2 separate regions of the Danio rerio genome follow, and region 1 is linked to region 2. The links are chromatin contacts, called in public Hi-C maps. All regions are on one chromosome and are shown on one strand. The core of a region is the stretch at or near the end of the contact, and the rest is flanking DNA. Distances in the headings are between cores, read along the strand shown. Region 1 holds the start of mfsd6a (major facilitator superfamily domain containing 6a). Region 2 holds the start of ftcd (formimidoyltransferase cyclodeaminase).

The links. Hi-C and Micro-C count contacts between places; a contact is called where the count stands out from the background.
Region 1: a Hi-C map of embryo shows a contact between it and region 2, with 2.8 times the contacts expected there. The contact joins the promoter of mfsd6a here to the promoter of ftcd in region 2. A contact is called at or near these places in 3 of 18 Hi-C or Micro-C datasets (caudal fin, embryo and hematopoietic stem cells) and 2 of 4 datasets of contacts at active chromatin or transcription factors (caudal fin and gastrula embryo).

What each region holds. Positions count from the first base shown.
Region 1 is chr22:12,616,925-12,621,925 of GRCz12tu, reverse strand. It overlaps mfsd6a (major facilitator superfamily domain containing 6a), which reads left to right and starts at 1,925. Exons shown (of 7, transcript NM_001083056.1): 1 at 1,925-2,890. The coding sequence starts at 1,925.
Region 2 is chr22:12,461,723-12,466,810 of GRCz12tu, reverse strand. ftcd (formimidoyltransferase cyclodeaminase) reads right to left here and starts at 2,741. Exons shown (of 14, transcript NM_201077.2): 1 at 2,658-2,741. The coding sequence starts at 2,711.

The DNA of each region.
Region 1 (5,001 bases), core at 676-3,175, 160 kb before region 2:
ACACACACACACACACTAATTCATTTTATTGAATTTATGTATATGACAATTGCTGTACCTAAATACTCTTACTCTCTCCCGAAAACTATAAAGCGTGATTTATTTCACTTTAACATTTGATCCATTGTGTTTATTTATGATAGTTTGTTTGTTCAATAAATGCAGTGCTTCCCACACATAGACTTTACTTGGGTGAGCCTCCCAGGTATAATTGGTGACACTTTATTTTTTTATTATGATCATTATCTTTTACACTTTTTTTGTATCCGCTTAATAACCAAACATCCGCAATCGATTAACAAGTGGAAAATCTCCTCTCGCCCTACATGTTTCCTACTTGTCATTGTATGTGTGCAGTCAATTGTCAACACTCCCAAACACAATCACACATGCTCTGTAGAGACGCACCTTTTTGGGACTTAAAAATGCGTCCGTCAGGGGTTTCTAAATCTCCTAAAATATCCAGGAATTGGCTTTTGGTTTCGATTTCTAAGCAGTTGTATGTGTTTTTGCATTACATTTTTATTTAATTAATAAATTACATTCATTATTTTAAGCCTAATTTACCCTAAGTACACCATGTGCACAGTGGCAAGAGTCAGAGAAACATTAAATAATTAATTATTTGATCTAAATGACTCTTAAAATGTTAATCCATTGAAAAGATAGCGTATAATAAATAAAAGTATTGTTAAAAATCACTTTTTTGTCGCATATAGGTAACCATATGTTGTGTGTAAAAGGTGTGTTTTAATCCGGCTACCACCGCAAGTATATTTAAAACCTGTTGGAAGCATTGAAATGTATATAATAGAGTATATACAAGAATCAGAGAGTGAAATTCAGTACCTTTTAAGAACTTTTTTTTAAGACTCTTTCCATACAATTTAAGTATTTATAACCATTTTAGGTTTCAACTCAAAACACTGGAGAGATTTTAACTTACAGTATATTTACTTCATTGTAATGTAAGAAACTAATCCAAATCTAAAAGGTTATTCATATACTGAATAAAAATCTATTAAATCTAGCTAGTTCAGCAGGTTGGCGCCTATAGAGCTGCAGAAATAATGGTGATGCCTCAGTTACTGCAGTAAACTTGGAGATTTTTATTAATTTCATAAACTACACAGCATCCTAATAATCTCAGATTAAATTCAGGCAAACTATAGCATACAACTATACATTGCATATTCAAAATTTATAAAAAATAAATAAATAAATTAATACCTTGCAAAATAGCATTTAAGACATTTTTTTTAAATTGGTTTTAATGAACATACAAACGTAAACAAAAAAGGGCAAAGACAAATGTATCAGTAAACAAGTATAGCAGCAAAAAGGCAAAGAGAAATAAAATTAAATAAATAAATAAATAAATAATAATAGTAATGAAATAAATAAACATACAAACAAAATACAAAAAACATAATACACAAAGTTATGCCGTGGTTAAGGTCACACGTTGTGAAAATACATCAGATGTGTTCATAGAGTTAGAGGATCATTAGAGGCATCCATATTTTTTGAAAGGCATCCCCTTTGTTTTTTAAGTAGCATTTAAGACTTTTAAATACTTTTTAAGGGCCTTAAATTAATACTTTTTAAGACCCCATAGACACCCTGAATAAATTACATATAAATATATTTACATTTCTCTCCCCTACAAATCCTCCCAATCAATCTAAAGTAGTAGTTATAATAGTAATTATAGTAGTAATAGTGAAACTGGTGAAATTGTATTTATATCACAATATATTGCAAAGAAATAAAATCATAATGTCAGTTTTTTTCCAATATTGTGCAGCTCTATTACCCTATTTACAAATGGCATCCAATATAAATTGAAAATGTCATTTTTAAAATAATCCATACTTTTGTATGTTTTTTGACCCTACCAGAAATATCAAGCACCCCAGAAAAGATGGCAGACGACCGAGTGGCCATCTTAACAGAAGATGAGGAGGAGCTGAAGAGGAAACACCTTGAGCGCTTTGACCGCCTGTCACTTGAGATTCAGTCACCATCTCAACCACCTGAAAATGATGTACCAAATGATACAGCGCCAACTCCATCCCCTCAACACGAATTGAGCTGCTGTGAACGGTTGTTCTTACGCGTCAACCGCCACCTTCTTGTGTCAAAAGTGTTTTATTTGTTCTTTTATGCCGCCTATGGTTCCCTTCATCCCCTTCTTGCTCTCTACTACAAGCAGCTGGGGATGAATCCAACTCAAAGTGGTCTCCTAGTGGGAATCCGATATTTCATAGAGTTCTGCAGTGCCCCTTTTTGGGGCATTGTCGCAGATCGATATAGGAAAGGAAAAGCAGTCTTGCTGTTCTCAATGTTGTGCTGGATCCTTTTCAATGCTGGGATTGGCATTGTGAAGCCCCCAATTATGGCATGTAAAGAGGAGACCATCCCGACAACGACCAAGGTACCAACTGTCCACCCTACCCCTTCTAATGAAACATTCTTCCCCAACACTAGTTCAACTAGTCAAATGAGACGGCGCAGGGATCTAATTGGACAATACCCTTGGCGAACCATCCTTTCCTCCGGTCAATCTTCAGGCTACATCTCTGAACATCGAATCAAACGAGATTCAAACTTGAGTTTTACCCCGGCACCTGAAGAACTGGCTAACACCACACAAACTAACCAAACCAGTACAACCACACAACCCAAGCCAAGCACGTCCATCTCAACATCAACCCCCAGCAGCACAAACACAACATCTAGCAGCACTACCAAGAGTACCACAACCAACCCAAACTTGCCACCCCCTGAGTATAACATGGACCAGGTTAACGCCATTTTTCTCCTGATTCTGCTCGTCATCATCATTGGCGAGTTTTTCAGTGCTCCAGCTATTACAATTGTAGATACGGTACGTAATGCTTTTTCTTCAAAATTAGCTTAGGTAGGGTTAGTTTACACAAAAGTTAAAATTCGGTTATTAGCTACACTCACCTTTGTGTTAGGAATAAATCCCCTGAGACCTTTGTTCATATTCTGAACACAAATTAAGATATTTTAGATCATGGGTCTCAAACTCAATTCCTGGAGGACCACAGCTCTGCACAGTTTTGTTCCAACCCTAATGAAACACAGCTGATGCAACCAATTAATCAAGGTGTTCAAGATTCTCCTGAACACCTGGACTATCTGGATCAGCTGTGTTTGATTAGGGTTGGAACAAAACTGTGCAGAGCTCTGGTCCTCCAGGAATTGAGGTAGGGACCTATGTTTTAGATAAAATCTGAGAGCTCCCTCATCCTCCATAGACAACAATGATCCAGAGATGTTTATAGTCCAGAAAAGGAACAAAAAACATTTTCACATGTATCATTATCACAGTCGTTGCTGTACCATGGCTGCTACAGGAGCATTGATATTACACATTGTATCCCTGTAATATCATTGCACCTGCGGCAGAAAAGTTACTTGATTATTACACTGGAATAAGAGTATAGTTCCTAGCCACATCAACTCAGAAAACAACTTTTGATTTCCCATCAGTCTTAGTATACGATATAACTACAAAAGAATTAAATGTTAAATATGAAAGTTATCTAAGCTTATAGAGCTTATAGAACTATCAATTTGAGTGCTAAGAGTCTAAACCAGGGGTTCTCAATCTCAGTCCTCGAGGTGTTCTGCAGATTTTAACTCCAACCCCAATCAGACACACCTGGGATAGCTAATCAAGCTCTTACTAGACTTACTAGAAACATCCTTGCTGGTGTGTTGAGGCAAGTTAGAGCTAAAATATGCAGGACACCAGACCTCCAGGACTGAGTTTGAGAACCCCTGGTCTAATCATGCTCCCTGGTCTAATCTGTGCTCATGAAGGGTAATATTAGTTATATACACCAAAACCATCTTTTGTACCAAGCTGTAAACATTTTATCAGTTGTAAAATTTAGCATGGCAGTCAGTGAACGTCAGGAGTTTCTGGAGCCAGCCCCCAAATGCCAGTCGATGAATTGCCGTTTCAATTACTTCCGTATTGGCTTCACAAGGGAAAGTGGGATGTTTCCGCTTGAATCACACTGAACACGTCTGTTCTTCTAAAAATGTTAGAGGCAATGCTTCGGTAAAATAAAAAAAAATAAAAAAAGCCCAGCATAAAGTATGCAGGTCTCTTAACACAGCCACTGAGTGCCCGTGAACAGAAACTTGCAATGCTTCTGATTGGTCCACTGCTGTGGAGCTGATAGTGATGAGCTGCACTCAGTAAGAAAGTTAAAGATCATGGGGTTCCAGTGTCCTGCAGATTTTAGCTTCAACCCCAATCAGACACACCTGGGCTAGCTAATCAAGCTCTTATGCTGTAGTCTCACTAGAGTTTAAGCTTGCGAAATTCCATCGTAGGGTGCTGCAATAAGGGGCGGGATTAAACAATATGATTAGACATTTGAAAAAGCGAGCGATTGGTCCATATTTAAAATTTCTGTCCAGAGAGGTCATGTATTGATCCTCGATTGGTCTCACACAGTCAAGTGATGCGATTTCACTGGTCAGAGTTCACCAAGCTTAAGCTTTGCACCACAGCAAACTGCGAAACTCGTCAAACGAGCTTGCATTTCCGGTCTGACACATTCACGTGAGTATGAATGTAAGTCTATGGGGAGAAAAGTCTAGTATGACCGCAGCTTTACTAGGCTTTCTAGAAACATCCTTGCAGGTGTGTTGAGGCAAGTTGGAGCTAAAATCTGCAGGACACCAGACATCCAGGACCGAGTTTGGGAACCTCTGGTCTAATCTGTGCTCCTGCTAGACCCAGAGATCGGCTAAATGGATTAACAAATCGTAAAACATAACTTCTTAACTCTAATGGAGTTGTAAAGTGAGACTATTTTCAAAAAAGTGGAGCGTTCCTTTTAAAACCTGTCCGTTTTGAAACAGAAGTCAATATTGGTGTCCCTGGCAAAGTTCAAAAGACAAAATTAGTTTTATAAAATTTTTGTGTGTTAACATGTTTTCAAGCCATATTCC
Region 2 (5,088 bases), core at 1,492-3,991:
ACGTATATTATGTACATGTATAAATCTGTGCACTTCATTATTTTGTACAAATTAAATTACCCTCATAATCTTTAATCCAACACTATGACCTTCCCAACCCCTCAAAACGACTTTTCTTCACTTCTGGTCACATGGAATACCTTTAGGGCGGAGCTATCAGTCTTTTGGGGCGGGACTATCAGTCCTTTTGGGCAGGGCTATCATTCGTTTGGGGTGGAGATATCAGTCATTTAAGCCTGGTTTATACTTCTGCTTCAAGTGATTGGCGTGACCCACTTCTCCGCGCTGGTTGTGTTCCTCTGCAATAGCACTTCCGAAACACAAGCTGGCAGTAGGTGTTCATGTTCCTCTGTGTCGAGTTTCTTCGCTGGTGTTTTGTTTTATTCTAAACGCTACCTTAATGTACAAGTGGCTCAAACTCGCTCATTCAGAGGCGGAAACTGGTGGACGTGCAACAACTTTAATCATAAGGTAAACACAGAACAACAGTTTTCATCCAGAGCTCCTTCACGGGACTCGACACTTGTAAACACTTGCTGCATCGGGCTTGCACGGCTCTCACCCCCACTCACACTCGTCAGTGCTACCAAGCGGACCAATGACAGAGCTTGCGCTATGCGTTACATTTTTTGGGAGGCACACGTCAGCGTTGCCAACGGCGATGGCTATGCATCCACGCACCTGTGTTTGACAAAGAAGTATAATTCATCCTTTAGGATGGGCTATCAGATCAGTCATTTAGGGCGGGACAATCAGTCCTTTGGAGTGGGAATACCAATCATTTGGGGTGGGGATATCAGTTATTTAGAGCACTGATATCAGTCTTATTGGGTGGGGCTATCAGTCTTTTGTGGTCGAGATATCAGTAATATAAGGTGGGCTACCAGATCAGTCATTTAGAGCAGGACTATCAGTCCTTGGGGGAGCTATCATTCATTTTAGGGGAGGCTATGAGTCATTTAGGGTGGGGCTATACCGAGTGTTTTTTGCCTCATATCTGTGGCTTAAATTTATCTTGATCCGACATCTGTAAAATTGAGCTCTGCCACGTAATTATCAGGCATCTGAAAACCAGAGGGTCCTGACGGTGATTCCTGTGGACAGTAATTCTCAAAAACTTCTTCCTCCATTTTGTTAGTAACGGCTATCTTCCTATGATCCAATCAGTTCCCAAAGGACAAAATCATTTACTGTGTACATCATGGTAATGGAAAAAAAACAATCTTAACATCCTCAACAATTTTAACGTAGTAAATCTGAGTTTTAAAAGTCATTTATTCACAAAACCTGTTGTAAGGTTTAAGATACCTCAGACACTTTGATGTCTCCACATAAGGACAATACAAACACTGGGTGTAAACACACAGTCAGATATTTGCCTCCACACCACATGGAGTGAAAGTGCGGGAAAGCTTGTTTCCTCCTATCCTTTGTTTACATTTGATATTACTCCCTTCCTCTCCACTAAATGAAGATTTTTGCTTATCCTAGTTGTACTTTTTTGTTGTTTGTATGTTTTAGTTCTGAGAGAAAATCTTGCTAACTCGTAGCACTAGCATAGCATTTCATTTAACATTAATTGACAATTCATCCGATTACTTGAGCTAAAAATATTCAAACAACTATAAATTATATGATTCGGATGTTAAAATAAACCAAAAACTGACCTCTAAGATCTACTACAACACAGATGACTCTAAACAGGAAGCAGCCAGGTTTGTCACCTTTTCTGTTGTGATCTGCACTATTTGCAGCATGTTTCTGTATTTGCATGTATTGAAAAGTGATGTTTTCTCAGTTTGTTAGTGTTTTTCTAGTTGCATGTTTTCCAAACGCAGTACATTTGCAAGTCCTGAAGGCTGAATATTTAAAATTGGCTGAAAATTCACCCAAAAATGAAAATTCAGTTTATTCATTTTTTCTTCCTCTAAAACTTCCTGTTTGAATTTCATTCTTCTGTTGAACACAAAGGAAGATATTTTGAAGAATACTGGAAAAAAAAAACTAATGTTCATGGTATTGTTTTATTAAAGTGTGTTTTCCCAACATTCTTCAGAATATTTTATTTTGTGTTCAACAGAAGAAGGAAATTCATAAAAAGTTCCCACTTTATAAGTGGCCTTAACTTCTAGGCACTTACATCAAAAAATAAATACAATGTACTTACTTTGTTTATAGTATATTGACGTGGGATACAGATCACGTTCTGGACAGGTTTGGTAGTATGGCTAGGTTTAGTGATAGGTTAAGGTGTAACAGTATAATTTAAAATTTAATTACAGATGTAATAGTTTTTTAATCAATTTTAAGTACATTGTAAAAACATGTATTTACACAATAAGTACACTGTAACAAATGATTAATTTCAGTGTAAGTCCATATTAGTAAAGACAACTTAATATAAAGTGGAACCGAAAAACACTTGAGTGTGTGTAAATATTACATTTTTGAGGGAACTATGCTTTTAAAATGCACAACATCACAATATATGCATTTGCTGTTTACACAGTGACAATAATGATATGAAATATATGACAAAATATGATATCTTTGTTGTTTTAACCAGTATATTTTCCTCAACACTGTTGTTGTTTATATTAATGGCCAATTAGTTTTGTCAGTTGTGCAAATATACAGTACATCAATGTTAATCTTACCTCCTTGTTACGTCCCTCTGAGAAATTAGGTACACACTCCACCAGTTTAGCCATGACTGCAAGAGCTTTCCTCACACACACTTCAATACTGACCCTAAAGTTGAACTTTTAAAGCGGGCGGCATGCATGTGTTTTGAATAATTAACCCGTCTCTTGGACTGGATTCAGGTCATTTAATGATTCCCCTGTCTTCACAGATAAACGCTTTTGGAGAGGGGTCGCCGTCAAACATTGTTTGGGGACGTTTTTAATCTGGCTCCTGAATAATGTTGGTTTATTAATGGTCAAAGATTGAAGCTTAAATGGATTGTTTACACCCAAAATATTTAATATACTCACTATTTACTCACCCTCAAGTGATTAGAAATTATTAAGAGTTTCTTTCTTTGGTTGAACACAAACTAATAAGGGTATTTCAAAGAAAGCTAAAAACCCTCATCTTCCATAGTAGGAAAGACAAATACTATGGAAGTCAACGGTTACAGGTTTTCATCATTCTTCAAAATATCTTCTTTTGTGTTTTTCAGAAGAAAGAAAGTTGTAAACGTTAGAAAGAAGTCTAAGGTGAGCAAATGATGACAGAATTTTTAATTGTGAGTGCACTATCCCTTTAATCATAGACAGAGATTTGGCTTTCAGTATGTACTGTAGTAACAAGTAAATTGTGAATTGATAAAGCAGACGGTTTAATAAATGACTCTTGAAAAGCACCCAGACAGTTGCATCATGACCAAGCTGGGACGTCTGTTAATGACTGATCCAGAAATAGGCCAAAGAGCTGAAGGAGGAGCACAGATTTAGACCTTCTGTGTTTTTGGATGGAACACAGGTCTGATACACCCGCCTGTTAAAGTGACACCAATGTTATGCAAGAGTGAGGAGGGTAAAGTTCAAAAAAACAGAAGATAGTTGCTTATGGGGTCTGCATGTGGTCAAAATACTTGCAAAAAAAAAACATTTTAGGAGGAGTAGCTCAAATAAAATAATTAAAAGTAATTAAAATAAATAAATAAATAAAATATTTAAAATAATTAAAGTGGCAATAATAATAAAAATAATAATTTAACAGCATGCACTGTCAACCCTGGCACCTTAGACAGGCAGGTGTAAGCCTTTCAAATCGTGTCCTGAATTTCCCACAGGTGAACTCTAATTAAGCTGCTGAAACATCTTAAGAATGATCAGTGGACACAGAATGGACCTGAGCTCAATTTAAAGCTTCACAGCAAAGGCTGTCAATACTGATGTACATGTGATTCTTCAGGTTTTTTTTTTTTTCATTTTAATAAATTTGCAACAATTTCAAAAAATCTTTTTTCTCATTATCGTTATGGCGGATTGCGTGTAAAGTTGTGAAGAAATAAATTAATCTAATCCATTTTGGAATAAGGCTGTAACATGAAAATTTGTGGGAAAAGTGAAGCTCTAGGAATACTTTACACTTGATATGTATACAGGTTGTATATGAACAGAGTTTACAATAGACAAATATAGGTACAGGTTGCTATCAATAATCAGAGGTATGCAGAAAGATATGGACATGATAACAAATGTATATGTACAGTGGGTAAATGTAAAATTCAAGATGAATTAGTGCAACGTAGTGCAATAAATATGTGCAACTTAGTTTTACCAAAAATATTAGGAGCTGTCTAATAATAATAATTATTATTAATATTATTGAATAATTCATTCATTGATTTTCTTTTCGGCTTAGTTCCTTTATTAATCTGGGGTGGCCGCAGCGAAATGAACCGCCAACTTATCCAGCATTTGTTTTCGCAGCAGATGCCCTTCCAGCTGCAACCCATCATCGGGAACACCCATACACACTCATTCACACACATACACTACGGACAAGCTTATTCAGTTCACCTATAGCGCATGTATTTGGACTGTGGGGGTAATTGGAGCACCTTTAGGCTACAGTTTTTTTAACTTTAAAACTTCAACAGATTCCTCTTTGTTCCTAATGATACTGTATATGATGTAATAAATTTGTATTTTAAAATTTAGTCTTGTTTTAATTTAATTTATTTTTTTTTGCGATTTTGTGGTGTAGTTATGATGACATCTGACTAGCTAATGCAGTTTTTAAATCTTATAGTATTAATTAATCAATATTTTATCCATAACCCACAGTAAATAAAAACAGTATTTAAAAGTTGCATAAAAAGCAACAACATGCAAAAAAAATAAATAAATAAAAGACCTCAGCCTTTAATTCTTGTCATAGGATTGTATATTAGATTAGATACTTTTAGATTAACAACACAGACTGATTTTATAGCACCAGGTTAAACTTTCTGACTTCTTCATGGTAATCAAATGCATTGAAAATAAATACAGGCCACAACTGAACATTGAGGATGATCTCCAAAATTAAACCCATAGACTTAAAACATGGTGAAAAAGGCTGAAAACATGGTGT